Linked DNA regions of Hordeum vulgare: region 2 is linked to region 1. The links are chromatin contacts, called in public Hi-C maps. All regions are on one chromosome and are shown on one strand. Each heading gives the region's core, a stretch centred on a gene start, on an enhancer-like site or on the middle of the called end of the contact. The rest is flanking DNA. Distances are from core to core; before and after follow the strand shown. Region 1 has its middle 60 kb from the start of LOC123430179. Region 2 holds the start of LOC123430180 (exocyst complex component EXO70H1-like).

Region 1 (3,188 bases), core at 585-3,084:
ACCTTTTAGTTATTTGCCAAAGAAGGCAACAGGCCCCGGGATCGGGTTGTCTTCCTTGCAATGACCAGGGTTTCTTGTATTTGTTTAAACCGGCCAAATCTGCCAGAGTCATGTGAGCATAGCCTCCAAATCTAAGTCCACTCGAGTAGTCGGCTTGAAATTCTGCATATTTGGATGTAGCATAAGCCGGCGTAGAGTTGACCGCTGAAAGATGAAATTAATTTAAGGGAGAGGCGATGTGGCGAGTTGAGGATCTTCGCGATGCTCATTGTATGTCCTCAGCATATGTAGTTCAATAAAGCTATTTTTGCCCAAATTGTGTTCATAAGCCTCTTGACCCATTTCTTGTTATTCTCTCTTGGTCCAGCTCTCCTTACTCTTCTAGGGCCAATTTTTTCTTTTTGTTTCACTGTCGGTTTTAGAATTTATCGTCTCTACAACGACTTGCTCTCTTTGCTCTTTTAAAGACGTTTTCTTCATGACAAGCTCTTCTATTTCATTTGATACGTTCAATTAAATCGGACCACAGGGATAACGGGCCAATGCGCCTAACCATTGGACAACCCGGCGGTGAAGGCTGATAATAGATATATATTTCTTTTTTGCTCCAGTGTTATTTGAGTAGACCGGATCGCGGGAGCGGCGGCTTGCGCACGTATGTTGGGCGGCTCGTATGGGCGGACACGGTCCTTACGTGTTGATATAGACCGGACCACGGAGATGGCGGGTTGCTTGCGTTCATTGGGCAGCTCGTACGAGCGGGCCGATCCGAACGTGTTGATGTAGACCGGTCCGCAGAGATGGCGGTTTGCGCGCTTTCATTAGAAGGCTCATACGAACGGACACTGTCCTAACATGTTGATGTAGAGCGGACCGTCAAGCGACGGCTTGCGCGTGTATTCGTGGAAGCGTGCGGCATGGACGGATGCTAACACATATGATGTTGCCGCGAACTGTGCTGATGCTTGTACGGGCTGATTGAACAAAATATTGTGCAAGTACTTGTTGTACTAGAGGTAGAGTAGTAGTACTATGTGGCTATCTTGTTCTTCGATATTTGAGCCTTGAGAAAAATGTAAACGAATCTTTTTTAGCTCGCTCCTTCTTGCGTTGAACTATTTTGCATATAGAAATAAGAAGTGAAGATGGCACTAGCAGATGGACTGTCCATTTCGTAAACCAATCCATGGTTGGATGTTTAAGAGGACTATGGTATTTCCTGTCCATCAAAGTTTAAGTCTCAGACTTGACGTTAGTGCTTGCATTTTTTTGGATTTATTTCAGGTCTTTGGCGATGTGCTTTCAGTGAAAGGAGACGTTTTCATCGAAAACGAAGGCGTTAGTGGCGACTTCGTCAATCTTAAGATTATATATCAGCTTATTCTTTCAAAGATGTTCATAAAGGTAGAGTATGCGTGTTTGCGTTTATATAGACGAGTATACATTCATGTATATGAGCGATTTTGATTGTATTGTGTTAAAAAAATGGACTGCCATTTCCATGTGAAAGACAGCGGCGCTGCAGGCTATCACTGATGATTTATTTTTTCTTTGCGCCACGCCTCTGCTTTTAGGACAAAATCACTGCTAGGTCTTTATATGCAGCAGCAACGTTAAGCATCTATAAGTATCCACGTCAGCTGTTAATAATATATCGAAATTGCTTCACGTACGACGTTACGTCCGATATAGTTCGGTCTTTCTTCCGCAATCTACTCCTTCACTGGTCAGTTTCATTTATACCTAGTAGTACAAGATGACTGTAGCTAGCTAGGCTGCCCCACCTAGTAGTACAAGTGCATGCAGGACACGTACTGAGCAACGTGCTACGTAGCCTCGACGGCAGCGATAATGCACAGCACTCCTATAGTCAGTGATAGACACAGCGCGAATGGCATCCATATGGCTGAGGCGCTGCCCCACCTAGTAGTATAGTCACAGTCCATTAAAGCATGGTTAATAGTAGACCCGACTACCGGCTTTATGCCATTGCCATGTCACTTGTAGTCTCCGTAAAACAAATCTCATATAGTAAAGCTGGCTGCAAGCATTGGCTATAGCAGTTAATGTTTACATGTATGGAAGAGATAAAAACACAACTGTTGGAGAGGAGGGAGCCGCGACAGCCTTCAACCATTGCATGCAGTTCTTTTCTCTTGGGTATTGTGTTGTAGCCGGGCGACAATTGAAGCGCCGGCTCCCTTCTCTCTCTTGCTTTCTCTCCCCTCCAGCTAGACTTTCTCTGACGTGGAAGAGCTTGTAGCCGGCTGTCTAGGTACTACTATACTTGTTCTTAGGACATCTCCAATAATCCTATGATCATCATTGGTAAATTGTCATATAGACGAATTTGATGACATGGCGCATAAGAAAAAAAAAGAATGAAATCGTATGAACTTGAAGTAACGGTTCTGGCACAAGCTCCGAGACAAACATGGTCATTTTTTCAACATTTAGTGGACCCGCTTAGTTATTTTACATACGGTTAACATATACTTCATTAAAGAACTTGTATGATATATTATCGGCGCTGCTATACGTACGACAAAATGCGTACGATCCTCGTCCGATCCGGCGTGGCAACGTAGCGAAAATTGCTCCGCATGCAGTGTGGTTTGGGTTTGGGCCGAGGCTGGTTCTTGAATCAGAACACCGCTTCTGTCTTGGTAGGCCCCTCCTCTATAGTAACATTTTTTTTAAATGAGTTTATATCTTATCCGGTTATCCCCTCCACACAGAATTGGATCGAGTGTTCTAGCTTCTTCCGCCTATTCCTGTTGCTACTTTGCCAGCTGCTTGGACGCTGCTTCTTCTGGCTCAAATCATGGCTCAAATCTGGGAGGAGGAGAGGCACAAGGAGAGAGGGTGGGGCGCCAGCCGCCCGGCTGCTCGGAGCAACGCCGCGGGAGGCAGCTTGCTGGCTCGGCATAGTTGGGATGGTGGCTGGATGCAACCTCCAATGGCAGAGTGCGTGGACGCTGCTTCTTCTGGCTCAAATCTGAGAGGAGGATGAGAGGCACAAGGAGAGAGGGGGGGGGGGGGGGCGCCAGCCGCCCGGATGCTCGGAGCAACGTCGCTGGAGGCAGCTTGCTGGCTCGGCATAGTTGCGATGGTGGCTGGATGCAACCTCCAACGGCAGAGGTGAGTAACAGATTGCTGGAAGCTCTTGTATCAAATTTACTGTCTAA
Region 2 (3,290 bases), core at 502-3,001, 170 kb before region 1:
GGGTTTCCCCTGGAGCACCGCGAGTGGGTTGACAGTAGTTACACGATGATGCCTTCATTAAGGTAACAACGTAGAATGCCGTCACTGCCTGTCGGCGGCTCGGTTTTCACCAGCAACAATGTCTCCCCGACTCCCAGCCAGGACCAGATGACGAACCTCGAGATCCGACAACCCAACCTCAGGTCGACCACCTCCGGTGAAGGAGGTCGCCACCACCGCTATACCCAGGGCCGGAGCCCCGACGTCCTCGTGTTGCCGGTCAAACCCAGGAGCTGTATGCCATTGATGCAATAGGAAAGATACATGACATCAACATGTGTGGCGTGCCAATGCCCATCTGGACCCAGATCAGGTGCCCCTAGCTGCCATCGATGGACATCTCACCGTACGCCGCCGCCTGCTTGCCGAAGCTGGCCGCCGCCACCCGATGCCATTGCTGTAGATCCGACCGATGCGGTCCGCCGCCACGCTGACCGAAGCGTTGGCCACTTCGGGCTTGCCCGAGATCCATGGCCCTCCGCCACCAAGGAGCAGCACATGCCCCGCCACCACAGTCTCTTGCCATGTCTCGAGCTTGCTCAGGATCCATGGCCCTCCGCCACCAAGGAGCAACACACGGCCCGCCGCCACAGTCCCTGGCAGCTTCTCGGGCTTGCCTAGCGCTAGTCTCATACATCAACGGAAAGGGACATAATAGATCGAGGCTCCTCCAACGGCTAGATGGGATCGCCCCCGTGGACTTTCAAGCTGAATGACTCGGGCGGGGAGGAAACACCTCTATAGCCTGCGGTGGATCCGATAGGAAAATCTCCTGCAACTAAATTAGCAAAACCTTTTCTTTTTTGAATTTGGTAATTCTAGAGAATCATAATTCCATGAGTTCCAAGTTCAAATAAATGAGTGCAATATTCGAGTTATGTTGTACACCCTTCATAAAACGACTACTCTCTCCGTTGTAAAATACACGCTTCATCGTATTTGAAGATTTGAGTTTGAACAAATACTAGTAACAAAATATGGATGAGACGGTCAAACCTAGGTCCTAATATGTGTGAACCGCTTAGGGCACCCAGGCCCACATTGAGCATCAATGGCTCACGGGCAAGACGTGCTTCTTCTCCTCGTGTCAACATCGAAAAGCAATTTACTTGGCATCTAAGCAACAAAGTAATTGTTGGTCTTTTTTCTTGAAAATAATAATCACCATTTACTTGGCAGTGGGATCCATTTGAGTCCTGAGAGGCGACAAACCAAACGTCCCCTTACAGGTATAAACTAATTTTATGGCAAGCATGGAGACAAAACGTAAGGCTCAGCTGAGAGGCAAATTTGTCTCTTGAGGGCGTGGGGGTGTATTTACGCCTTGGAAGGTTCGAAGCAGCTTCGAGGAGGCTGTGCGATGCGATCTACGCGGTTGCTCTCTTGTAAATGCCGTGCAGCGACGGCAACAAAAGTGTATTTGGGCGGGGGAGAGACCAGCTTACGCTGCAGTCCAAGCTCTGGATTAGCTCCAAATTTGCTAATAGTCCTAATTGGAGTGGTACTACATTTCGTCACGCTGTTTCCCCGCGTGCCATACTATACTTCTATTCGAGTGCAACTTGGGCGTGTCTCCATCCTATCCTGGTGAGGCGGGCTGACGCACGCGAGCTGGCGAGGTGTCACGTTTGACCGACATTTCCGATGGGAGAACGCCGAGTCGTCCACTGGTCTATAAGTACCCCCTGCCGCCCGTCGCATCCTCTTAACAAACTCCGCCTTGCCTCCCTCCCTCCCTCCTTGCAAACCAAGGCACCGCTCAGCCAATCAAGCGGCACGCAACGATGACGCGCGCCGGCAGCCGGAGCCCCCTGCCCCCCCGCCGCACGCTCCCGGCCACCGTGGTGGACGACACCGTGGCGGCCGCCGCCATCCTTCTCGAGAAGTGGCATCCGGATGAGGACTCCTTTGGCAGCTCGCTCTTCCTCGACTCCACCCCGGACGAGGTCGACGCCTTCCTGCGCGCTGCCAAGGACCTCCACCGCGCCATGCTCTTCTACGCCTCTGGCGCCGCCACCAACGCCGACGCCCTCCACGCCGGAGGCCATGGCCTCATTCGCGCGCAGGAGCTTCTCGACACGGCCATGCGGAGGCTCCAGCGCGAGCTCCAGGAACTCCTCACCTCCCTCCCCGCCGTCCTCCGCTTCCGCCAGGATGACGATGATGATGATGATGGTGAAGATGAAGATGAAGACGAGCAAGAGCAAGACGATGACCAAAGCCTGCTAGACACCTGTGCTCACCTTCGCGTGGTCGCCGACGCCATGATTGCCGCCGGGTACGGCAAGGAGTGCGTATCCATCTTCAAGGCGCGCCGACGCGCGGCGGTGACCGCCAACCTGCAGCGCCTGCACGGCTTCTCGCTGTCTCTGCAGCACGCGCAGGTCCATAAGCTCTCCTGGGAGCAGGTCGACGCCAAGATACAGTCCTGGATCGCCGGCGCGCGCGTCGCCTTCACGTCCGTCTTCTCCGCGGAGCGGGAGCTCTGCGACCGCGTCTTCGTCGCCGACAACGAGGCCGTCGGCGACGCGGTGTTCGGAGCCATCGCGGACGATCATGCCACCAACATCCTAGCGGTCGCCGAGGCCGCCGTCGGGCGGGCACGGCGCGCGCCGGAGCGGCTGTTCCGCGTGCTCGACGTCCACGACGCGCTCACCGACACCATGCTCCCGGCCATCGTCTCCGCGTTCGGGGAGAAGTCGGAGGTCACTTCCCGCGCCGTCACCCTCGTGACGACCAAGGTTAGCGAGGCGGTCCGGAGCATGGTGGCCAGCTTCGAGGCAGCCATCGAGAAAGAGCCGTCCAAGGGCACGGTGCCCGGCGGCGCAGTGCACCCGCTCACCCGCTACGTGATGAACTACCTCACCTTCCTCGCCGACTACGAGAACGCGCTGGCTCACATATACTTCTACCAACAAGGAGTAGGAGTAGGAGTAGGAGCAGACCAGTTGACGGATACGTCATCCCTCGCCTCTGGCAGCATGCGCTCGTCGTCGGATCTCTCGTCGTCGTCGTCGTCCTCGCCGGCGTTGAGCGTGTGGTCGAACCCGATCGGTTGGCTCGTGCATGTGCTGCTACGGAAGCTTGAAGCCAAGGCCGGGAGCTACCGGGAACCGGCGCTGAGCTACCTATTCCTGGCGAACAACACGCACTACGTGGCCAAGAAGGTGGGCGGCGGCACGAAGCTGGAGCAGATCCTCGGGGAGGAGTGGGCGGAGGCGCAGAGGGCCAAGGCGCGCGGGTACGTTGAC

What was found. A called contact is a pair of places that touch in the nucleus more often than the background predicts.
Region 2: a Hi-C map of seedling shows a contact between it and region 1, with 2.7 times the contacts expected there. The contact joins the promoter of LOC123430180 here to the enhancer-like site in region 1. A contact is called at or near these places in 3 of 6 Hi-C or Micro-C datasets (leaf and seedling) and 1 of 1 datasets of contacts at active chromatin or transcription factors (embryo).

The regions. Positions count from the first base shown.
Region 1 is chr2H:415,591,252-415,594,439 of MorexV3_pseudomolecules_assembly, reverse strand. No RefSeq gene overlaps it. Among protein-coding and RNA genes, the nearest start is that of LOC123430179, 60 kb to the right of the region's middle. Within about 2 kb of position 1,834, at least 2 of the 3 cell types and tissues checked have open chromatin away from gene starts, as enhancers often do. A contact at or near this core is called in seedling, where this site is marked.
Region 2 is chr2H:415,757,410-415,760,699 of MorexV3_pseudomolecules_assembly, reverse strand. LOC123430180 (exocyst complex component EXO70H1-like) reads left to right here and starts at 1,751. Exons shown (of 1, transcript XM_045114073.1): 1 at 1,751-3,290. The coding sequence starts at 1,824.